Linked DNA regions of Macaca mulatta: region 2 is linked to region 1. Evidence: chromatin contacts called from public Hi-C data. All regions are on one chromosome and are shown on one strand. The core of a region is the stretch at or near the end of the contact, and the rest is flanking DNA. Distances in the headings are between cores, read along the strand shown.

Evidence for each region. A called contact is a pair of places that touch in the nucleus more often than the background predicts.
Region 2: a Hi-C map of fetal cortical plate shows a contact between it and region 1, with 2.7 times the contacts expected there. The contact joins the promoter of GOLGA1 here to the promoter of SCAI in region 1. A contact is called at or near these places in 4 of 14 Hi-C or Micro-C datasets (cortical neurons, fetal cortex germinal zone, fetal cortical plate and 1 more).

The regions. Positions count from the first base shown.
Region 1 is chr15:22,624,917-22,630,357 of T2T-MMU8v2.0, forward strand. SCAI (suppressor of cancer cell invasion) reads left to right here and starts at 3,412. Exons shown (of 18, transcript XM_015116846.3): 1 at 3,412-3,577; 2 at 4,279-4,323. The coding sequence starts at 3,525. PPP6C (protein phosphatase 6 catalytic subunit) reads left to right here. Exons shown (of 6, transcript XM_077968007.1): 6 at 1-76.
Region 2 is chr15:22,825,261-22,830,701 of T2T-MMU8v2.0, forward strand. GOLGA1 (golgin A1) reads left to right here and starts at 3,241. Exons shown (of 21, transcript XM_077968048.1): 1 at 3,241-3,478; 2 at 4,159-4,208; 3 at 5,433-5,441. It also overlaps the pseudogene LOC716530.

The DNA of each region.
Region 1 (5,441 bases), core at 2,162-4,661:
TAATGCATAGTCTGTAGTATGTCCTGACAAGAAGTTAGCATTTTATATAAGAAATTAAAAAATGCTTATTCCTCCACTTGGTTGCTTGACTGGTAAACAAAAGTGAAATCTTTTTTTTTGTTTTGTTTTGCATTTGACTCTGAGCTAAGTGTTCCAACTCTTTAAAGGCAATGTTTATTGTTACAACCTCGATCCAGTGCCCAGAACTATGCTTCATGAGATCATTACAACTCTTTAAATTGTGTATTTACAGTGTGCAGTGATGCTGACGAAATACACAGTAGTAAACCAAAAAGAAACATTTGGAAAGTCCCCTAGCATAATGCCAGACACACTAGACGCTTGGGGAAGGTTGGTTCTGCATTCCCCTCCTGTTAGTTTTCTATTTCTCTATCAACTTCTTGGTGAATTTGTGCCTTTACCCTCATGAGAGTAGGCTTATGCTGGCTTAGATCATTCAAATGTTTTCTTAATTCAAAAATGCGCGGCATTTATAGATTTGTGTTGTCAACAAAAATACTACATAAGTATATTCCACTCAATCCCTAGGCACCCACTATTCTCAGCAGCACTCTGCTTTTGTATATAAATGGTGGGTTATAAAAGACTGCATGGAGGCATTATGGAATAGCACAGGCTTTGGGATCAGATCTAGGTTAAAACCCCAGCTCTGCCATGCAGTAATAGCAACTAACCTGTATTCAGCATATGTAGCTAAATTGTTACGTTCTTTATTTTGTGATGCCCTTGCTATGGGTCTATAACTATATTACCTTTAATTTTTTTTTTTCTTGGTAGAGAGGGGGTCTCCCTATGTTGCTCAGGCTAATCTTGAACTCCTGGCTGAAGAGATCCTCCTATCTCGGCCTTCCAAAGCACTGGGATTACAAGCATAAGATTCTGTGCCCAGCTTTAATTTTGTTCATCCTTCTCTAGAACTTTTTTCCCCAGATGAGGAAATAGGCTTAGAGAGGACAGGTGACTTGTTTAAGGTTGCACAGGAGAGCTGGAACTTGAATCCCTAGAGGGCACACCAGAGTACATCTTTAGCCCTCTATTTTAAGCAATATTGGTTATTGTAGCTGTGTGACCCTGAACAAATTGAATTTTCTGAATCTTAAATTTCTGTGTCTAAAATAAGAGAGTATCAGACAGGGTTAATCTCAGTATTAAAAATAGCACACACAAAGCACCCAGTGTCTGGTCCAAAGCTGCTTTTTATTAAGGGCTCATACTCATAGGCCATTTGTTCAAATTCATTGTAGTTGAGAAGAATAATCCAAGGCAATGTGTAATTGCTAACATAGTGTAGATTTTGTAAGAACAACACATCTGGAGAAGGAAATGTTCGATGTAGGATGGAGTAATTGGCGAAAATACAGAGGAAGTGTGAATTAAATGTGGTCTGGAATGATGGGATTTGTGTCTTACAGAGTAAAAACAACCAGAGATCACTTGGACACAATGTGAAGACTTGAGGATCCTCTCTGGGAAGGCGTAAGAAATGAATAGCTTCTGTTCTATTGACAATATCTGATATATATCAGTGAGGATTGGTCAGTTATAGAAGATGCTAAAAAGCAGGCAGTGGTTTTTTAATAAGGAATGTAATAAATGTATTTCAAGATTACTTCCCTAGTGAGTTGATGATCCCCCTTCGTCTGACACAAATTATTCTGGAGTTGTTTCCTCTGGCTTGATAATATGGGTGGAAACTGGTGGTTGAGATTGAGCTGATTTGTGGTTCTGTGACTAGAATTACATGAAATACTAATTTGGGGGGCCAACAGAGATTTGACATTTTTTCTTTGTCAAAGCAATTTTTCAAATCCTGCTACAATTTACCATCAGTATTACTTCATAAATGGAAAGTCATTTTACCATTAGAGATATAGGTAGGACCATCTCAGAAGAAAAGACAGCTCTTTACGCCAAATACATTTGGTTTTATGAAAAACTAGTATCCTAATATTTGCCATTTATGGAGATCAATGAGAGATTTTCCCCACCCCAATGTTGACATGTACTACTCGAGGCTGTCATATTATTGAGGCATAAAAGATGTTCTAATAAAATGGAAGTGGCTTAAGAGAAAGGTTTTTTTTTTTTTTTTTTTTTTTTTGAGACGGAGTCTTGCTCTGTCGCCGGGGCTGGAGTACAGTGGCCGGATCTCAGCTCACTGCAAGCTCCGCCTCCCGGGTTTACGCCATTCTCCTGCCTCAGCCTCCCAAGTAGCTGGGACTACAGGCGCCCGTCACCTCGCCCGGCTAGTTTTTTGTATTTTTTTAGTAGAGACGGGGTTTCACCGTGTTAGCCAGGATGGTCTCGATCTCCTGACCTCGTGATCCGCCCGCCTCGGCCTCCCAAAGTGCTGGGATTACAGGCTTGAGCCACCGCGCCCGGCCAAGAGAAAGTTTTATGCCGCCTCCCAACTCTGAACAGATGCTAAGAATTTACTAAACAAGTGCACACAGGAGTAGTGATTTAGAGAGGCCTTCCCACCTTCAAGAATTTTATAATACGTTAATGAGCTGAGTCTTATTTTCAGGGATGGCTTTGTTAAAGCAGAAGACGATGGGTAACTAATTATGCTTATGAAAGGCAGTTTTGCATGCTTGTCTGTCAAAAAATACAGTAAAATTTATTTTAAAATTGATTAATTGGTGTAGAACTTGCAATGGTCACAGAATCAGGATGGTCGGCTTACATTCAGGGATGAAATTTGTTCAGGCCTTTCAAAATAGAACACGTTGCTTTTAGTATGGCATTGGTTCTGTTTGCAGTACTGATTTTTCTTTCACGGTAATTAAAAAAAATCTTGCTTTCTTAAAAGCCTGCACCCAAGCTAGTGATCTTTTCTGCAGAGGACTGAGCATCCCAACCATGCTTTATTTTGGTGGATTCTTACAGTTTTCTGGCTGGGTCCTTTTTGAAGGGTAGCTGTGAGCTGTGAGACAATTTCAGCAAGATGTAGGGACAAGGATCGCATTCGAGGTGGCTTAAAAGGAAACACGTGTGTGAGAGTTGCCTCACTGTCTCACCTGCTAGAGGAAACTGGGAGATTTCAGGGTTTGTTTTCGGTCCTGGCGTGGTGCAGAGGTGGAGGGGCGCCAGCAGGTGTGTGGGATGCAGGACGCAAAGCCAGGAGAACCTGGGGCAGGTGTCTGGCGCCAGGGGGTGCAGTTCCTATTTTTCGGCGCTTGGTGGCGCTCGGGTCTCCTCCGGCCCTGCTAGCAATCTCTAAGGCACCTCCGCTGCCACCTGCAGTCTCAACCAAACCTCTGGGTGGGCAGCGCGGGATGTGATGGGCCGAGCGTCCAATCGACTGACAGGTTTCCGTCCACACTACTGAGCTAGCCAATGGGAGCCGAGGAGAGGCGCGGAGAAGGCGGGCCCCGCGGCAAGCCTGGCAGAGGCGCGAGGCCCTCCTCCCGCCTCTCCGCCTACTCCAGCCTCCGCCGCCTCAGCTTCCCGAGCGAGCCCTGCGGCCGCCGGAGCAGCTCCCGCGGCGGAGCAGGAGCCGGATGGTCAGAGGAGCCCGGCAGCCCCAGCAGCCGCGGAGTCGCCTGGCCCCAAGGTGGGGCAGGGGCTGGGTGGAGGCCGGGGTTGGGGATGGGGCGGGGACCAGGGAGCGGGCCCAGGGGCAGCGGCTCGGGGCCGCGGAACATTCGGGGCGCAGAGACCGGAGGGGCGGGGGGTGCAGGCTGGGGGGATCTGGGGGGCGCCTGGAGGCGGCGGCGCGGGCTGGGCGCGATCGCATCCTCGAGGCCAGGTGAGAGGGGCGTGTGAGGGAAGGGGCGCCGAGGAGTGAGGCTGGCGGCGCGGGGCCGGGAGGGGCAAGGCGCGCGCGCCCCCGGAGGGGCCGTGGAATGCGGGGGTCGCCGGGCCCGGAGAGGCGGGGCGTGGAGAGGGCAGTGTACGGTCGGGAGCGGATGGGCACAGGAAAGGGGAGGCTGGGGGAGCTTACGGGGGTGACGAGGCAGACAATGAGTAGGTGGAGGTGGGTGATTTTGGGGAGCTGGGCTGTGACGAGCAGGGGTTGAAGATGGGGTGAGGGACCAGGAAGGTTTGGGCTCAGGGGGAATTAGGGGAACGGTGAGTCCCAGGAGTGCTTGGTCTTGGGAAACAGGGCATAAGGCGTTTGTAAGGTCAGGTCTGGGCTTGGCGAGCCTGTGGTCCCAGAGGGTGGTCTGTTTAGTTCCTGACTGGCACGGTAGCGCCGGGAGATGTTTTCTTGTATATTACTTTTAGTTACTGTCTTATTTGTTTGGTCTGTAGACTGACTGGCACAGTGGAGAAACCGCCTCGAAAACGGAGAAGCAGGTAAGGCAGTGCCTTCCTATTTTGCTTCATGTTTTTCTTTGCTTGGCTGCACCTGTGCCGTACTGCATAATTGTACACTGTCAGTAGATGAAGTTTCTTATTTATCCCCTTTTTAAAATAAAATAACCACATGCATGATTTTTCTTTTGAGGACTTCAAATTATTACCTCTATAGTCGATTTTTTTTTTTTTTTTTTTGGTATCTAAGATAATGTGGGAAATCTTGAGAGATCCTACTTTTTTACTTTATGATGTTGTGTTAGGATCTCAGCTAGTTTTTTTTTTTTTTTTTTTTTTAACCTTAGCCATAATTTCAGTTTCTCCTGCATCTCTGTTTAAAAAGCTCATCTTGGCTGGGGTGGCTCATGCCTTCAATCCCATGAGGCATGAGATTTGGGAGGCTGAGGCAGGAGGATCATTTGAGCCTGGGAGTTCAAGACCAGTCGGGGCAACAGAACAAGACTCCGTCTCTATAAAAAATTGAAAAACTAGCCGGTCCCATAAATATATACACCTACTATGTACCCACAAAAACAAAAAATAAAATTTAAAAAAACACAAAAACTAACTAGCTGAGTAGGTGTTGTGGACCTGTAGTCCCAGCTTCTCAAGAGGCTGAGGTGGGAGGATTGCTTGAGCCCAGGAAGTCAAGGCTGCAGTGATGCAGTGAGCCATAATCATGCCACTGCACTCCAGTGTGGGGAACACAGCAAGACCCTGCCTCAAAAAATAAAAGAAACTAATTTTATTGAGCATCTACTATGTGCCAAGCACTGTGTGCGAATGCTCTATATGTATCTTCTCCTGTAATCCTCAAAGCACCCTAAGAATATGTAGTGTTGTCACTGTTTTACAGAAGAGGGAACTGTGACACAGAGGGGCCAAATATTTACCCAGAATCATGCATCTAGTAAAAGATAAAACCAGGATTTGAATCTAGACAGTCTGACTCCAGAGCTTAAGCTCTTAACTGTTATACCATAATGATCCTAATAAATATACAATTGAAAGTAGCTTTTCTTATTGATTTATCTTTTGTCGTTGGACACTGTGTGGTTAACTCGAATGGTTGAACCTTAGAAAAACAGAAACAAAGAGTTTAAGTAGTCCACAAACAA
Region 2 (5,441 bases), core at 1,991-4,490, 200 kb after region 1:
GGACTTTGCAGTGAGCCGAGATTGTGCCATTGCACTCCCGCCTGGGTGACAGAGCGAGATTCCATTTCAAAAAAAAAAAAAAAGAATTTTTATTACTGTTTCCTGAAAAATGGTTTTTGTTAACTCATTGATTATATCATTAAAAATACCTTCTAATGGTTCAGTACAATAATTTAGAATTTGATTTGTGTGGCTTTTTATAGTTATCTGAATGCATTCCTTTTGCCACATAGACCATATGGCTAGTTCTACTGGTTTTTTGTTTTTTTTTTTTTTTTTTTTTTGCTTGTTTTTAATAAACCTTGCTGTTCAATAATCAGAGAAACTTTTATTTTGGAGGATTCTTCCAGTTGAGGTAGAAATGTCTTACATAATAGGAAAGGCAGATACAAAGTCCTAACATTTTCATAGCAGAGTTTACAAGTAAAATAACTTATCCATATAGGTTATCTTCATTGTGTAGCACCAGTATAAACAATGGTTTCATTAATCATTGAATCAGATGAAGCAGTTATAAATCACTTTTTACTTTGTGCTAAGAATTACTGTAATTTCAGGCCACTTTATTATTTCCTCTGAGCAGTTTCCATTGTAAGGTTGAATTTCCCTTTTTAAAATTCAAATCATCACTAAAGGTTAAGATAATCAAATAGGAGTTAAAATAAGTTATGTTTGATCTTTTTCCCTTGAAAATAATGGTGAACTTATTGTCTACATTCTGATTACTAGGCAGAAATGCACTTGTTTAAATCATAGCAGTAATTACATTTGGAGGATATAATTACTCGATTTTCTAGTGGTGTGAAATACTTAAAAATTGTGCTTGTCTGTAACTGAAATGTTATAGAATTGTAATACTATAGGGATTATAGAGTTATATTTATTAGCTCTCCTCAAGAGACTGAAGCACAATATTTTTCATGTAACAATTCTTATCCAAGTGCTGCTAATCTGTTGTGCAAATAATGAAGCTATTTGGTTGCCTATTTAGCTATTCACAAATCACTGTAATCTTTGAAACAATCTTGTTGTTCATTTGTATTAATATTTGGATATTGTGAGTTAATACTTTAGGAAAAAAAAATCCATCGACTCAGCCCTGTTAGCAAAACTGTTTGGATTCATTAGTTTTTATATGTGTTAACAGTAGAATAAATTTTGAAGGGGCTATTTACTACCAATGACTAAGGGGAAAATTATACTGTCACTATCATTTGACTTGAACATTTGTGGTATTATAAAAGTCTTGTCAGTTGTGTTCTAAATTGCTTAAGCCATACGTTCTCTTAAACAGGATGTTTTTTGTTTTCTTCCTTTCTAGCAGCCTTTTTCTTCTTTGTTATGGTTAATCCTCCATAGATTTTAGAAATTGAGAAGTTCTTGAAACATTTTATTTTCTTGAGTTCATCACTTTTGACTCTTGTATGAGATGTGATTTGTCATAAAAGATAGCCTTTCACTACTTCACTAAATGAATTTCAGAGTAAACACTGTGATTCTGCAGAGCGGATTCAGTAGGCTTTCCAATGTTTTCTCCTGCGATACAGTGCCTACCACCTTGAGGGCACTTCAATACTAGAGGATGAAAACTGAAACGTTTTGATGTTTATTGAATAACGAGATTAGAGAATATTTGATTTTTGTTGTCAGTGTATTAAAGAAATTTTCATTGATAAATGTTCTCTAGGAATGTGTCTACATTCATCAGGTGTGAACTCCTGTACATGAATTTTGTATCTTGAATCCACATATATATTAAGTGTATCATCAATATAAAAATAAAGATTATTTGCTTAAAGTTTTTGGTACTTTTTCGGTATTGACAGCTGAACTGTTAGGGTTTGCTTCATTCACATATCTCAAAGGCTTTGAACTATCTTGGGGTTGATGCTTCTTGTTAGTTTGTAAATGTCTGAATCCTGGTTTTGGTTTTTCCGTGCCCTGCTCCTGGAACACGCGAAGGAAGGGGCTGTTGAAGAATTGGGTGAAATCTGCTTACTCTTGGGCTGGTGTTAAGTCTGGGGATGGAACCAGAGTAGGAATGGCTGGCTTGGCACTGACGAGTTCAGGGACCTGACTTAGGTTACTGATGTGGACCGTGACTTTTTGTTTGAGACAGTTTCACTCTTGTTGCCCAAGCTGGAGTGCAATGGCGCAATCTTGGCTCACTGCAACCTCCACCTCCCAGGTTCAAGCGATTCTCCTGCCTCCGCCTCCCAAGTAATTGGGATTCGAGGCATGGGCCACCAAGCCCGGTTAATTTTGTAATTTTAGTAGAGACGGGGTTTCGCTATGTTAGGCTGGTCTGAACTCCTGACCTCGGGTGAACCACCGCGCCCGGCCTGGAATGTGACTTAGAACAAGACAGTTTTTCCTGTTTTGTTTTTTTCTTTTCCTACTGCCTGTATGATTGCTATTTACTTAAAGAGACGGAGTCTCGCCGCGGTGCCCAGGCTGGTCTCGAAGCCCCGGACCCAGAGATCCTCCCAACTCGGTCTTCCGAGTAGCTGGGACCACAGGAGCGGGCGCCGGGCACTTTTGATGCTTTGAACTTTCTTCCTAAGGAGAAAGGAGACGGCCCAGCAGCGGATGGTGAAGCTAATCCAATATAGTGAGCTGCCACTAGCGTTTTTAAGTGCATTACAACGTGGTTCTGCTGGACGTTATGCACTCGGTTGCGATATAAAACGCATCATCTACAGGAGGTGACAGGCGCCAAAGTTTAAAAACTGGTCTCAAGGTGTAAGGACTAGTTTCTGGAGCTACTGCCTTCTGAGTGAAGATGGAGGCGCAGACTTCCCGGGTCACACAGTGGCAAGGCAGCTGCCTAGGGTGCGGCGGGACCGGGCGGCACGGGGGGCGTCTGGCCAAGCAGCGCAGCCCGCGAAGGGTTTGTAGCCAGCACAGCGCAGCGGGGCCTGTGGCACGGACCGGTTCTTTCACTTTTGACACGAAGCCCCTCCCACTTACCACGCTCTGCACACGCCCCTGTTAAAATAGAAAAAGACCAAGAGAGGCCTCGGAGACTCAGTCATCATCTGCGTCTCTGGCCGCTCGCTGACGTGGCGAACTGAAATGACTGAGCGCCCGGCTAGGCACTCGCGCACTCCAGCCGTTCCGGCCCAACCGCCGCCCAGAGGTTAGAACAGTAGCCGCCAAAGGCCGCGCACGGGCGCATGCGCGCGTCGGACCAACTCCCTCGCGCAGTCACTTCCGGCGCGCTGGGAGACGTGCGGTTCCGGGTCGCTGCTCGGCTCTCCAGCCGGGCGGTGGGGGCTGGTGACGCGGTCCGGGGCTCACGAGAGGCCCCGGAGGCGGGGCTTTGCTGGCTGCCCAGAGAGAGGCAGGTGCGCGGGCCAGGACTCCGGGAATGCGAGTAGGCCCCTTATTCTCCCGGTGGCCTCTGTCTGTCCCCACAGCGGCCCGGTCAGGGTTGCCCAAGCCCCAAGGCGGGGGGCGGCACCGGGGTGCTGAAAGGGTGAGAGTGGGGGCGGAGGCGGGCTGCCCCGGCCTGGGAGTCTGGAGCCTAGGATTCCGGGATTCCTCCCTGCGCGACCTTGGACAAGTCGCTCCTCCTCTCTGGGGCTCAGTTTCTCTGCTGTCAAATGGGAGAGATGTTGGATCCTTCCTTTCTTTGACAGTCCAAGCACGGGCGGGGCTGGAGGGAGCCTGAGGGAGTGAGATCCAAACTGCCGTGGCAGGCACCTGCCTGCCTCCCTGGGGGTTAGGCATCTGTCTTTACCCAATCTTGCTTTGCTTTCTCTCAGTGCAAATCCGTGACCAGACAGTCCAGGGTCTGGCCAGGTAAACAGTGTGTGAGTATAGTAATCAACTGAGAAATAAATACTGGCCCCAGGAAAACTTAACCTCATTCAAATTGTTTTGCTTAGGGCTCCCAGGGAGAGATGAGTTTAGGCACCCGCTGTGGTGATCAATTCTGTTCTGTGCGCTTGTAAGTGACGCTCTTAGGCAAATAACAAATTCATAGGAGATCAGGGTTAGGGAGGGTATCCCACTGAGAGTTGTGACAGGTTTTCTTACCCCCTTTAATCCTTCTTTTGTCCCTCTTCCTTCACTACTTCTCCCCGTCCCCACCCAACATTTCGGCCATACACTTGGAAAGAAATATCCAATGAATTTTATTTTGTCTTCATGCAGGACAGAATGCTTTGACCTCCAAGCTGTTTTAGATCTAGTAGATAAGCCAGGTGAGTAAGTGGTTTACAGACATTGAAAGTAAAGTTTCTGAAGAATTGTACAGACTTAATGGAGGATCTGAAGTGGTAAGATGGCATTTGTGTATCTCAGAGCAGAGCTTAGGTGTCCTCCACAAAACATGGAAAGTTAAGGTTGGAACCAGAATATTAGTGTTTTATACACCATTGGGAGGAAAAGATTTTTGAATCTTTCTTTGAATATCATGTCAAACATTCTGAAGAAAAGAAACAGGCCGGGTGCAGTGGCTCACACCTGTAATCCCAGCACTTCAGAAGGCCGAGGCAGGTGGATCACCTGAGGTCAAGAGTTTGAGACCAGCCTGACCAACACGGAGAAACCTCATCTCTACTAAAAATACAAAATAAGCCGGGCGTGATGGCGCATGCCTGTAATCCCAGCTGCTCGGGAGGCTGAGGCAGGAGAATCACTTGAACCCGGGAGGTGGAGGTTGCAGTGAGCCCAGATTGTGCCATTGCACTCCAGCCTGGGCAACAAGAAAGAAACTCCATCTCAAAAAAAAAAAAAAAAAAAAAGAAAAAGAAACTGATTGGAGGTAATTTTATCAAACTCAGAACCACACAGCGTCTCCAGAAAATGTTCAAGGATATCAGATACCTATACAACAGAGTTGTCTGGCTTGTCGTCTTTTTTCTGTTACCAGCTTTTCCTATTGGACAGTTGATTGCAAACCATCCTGAAACAGTAGGATATTACACCTTTTACATATTGAATTACATATTGGATATTGGATTACATATGAATCGAATTACATGCGTTTTTCCCTTCAACTTAAAAAAATAACACTAAACTGTAGTTAAGCTTATTGGAGGAAGGATTTGAAATCATTAAGTCACGAATATGTGATGTTGATGTCTGCTCTGGGAAATTTTACCAAATGTGTTATATGTCATACTCAACATGGCATAATTAAAAAAAAAAAACAGAGATTTGTGAATGAGAGTCCTCTGTTCAAATACCAGCCCTGCCACTTAGCCACACAATCTTTGATAGATTACTTCATCTCCTTGAGACTGGATTTCTTCATCTTATATGCATATGAAGCACCTGAGTGCTTTTTAAATGTTTAGTAATTGTGTTCTATAAGTGTACATGTAAATTATGAAACTTAATTTTGAAATCTAAAACTTAACAACTCAGATGTGAAATCTTTCCAGTGTTTAACTTTTGAACTGTCCCTTTCATCTGGTTTATAGATCCTGTGT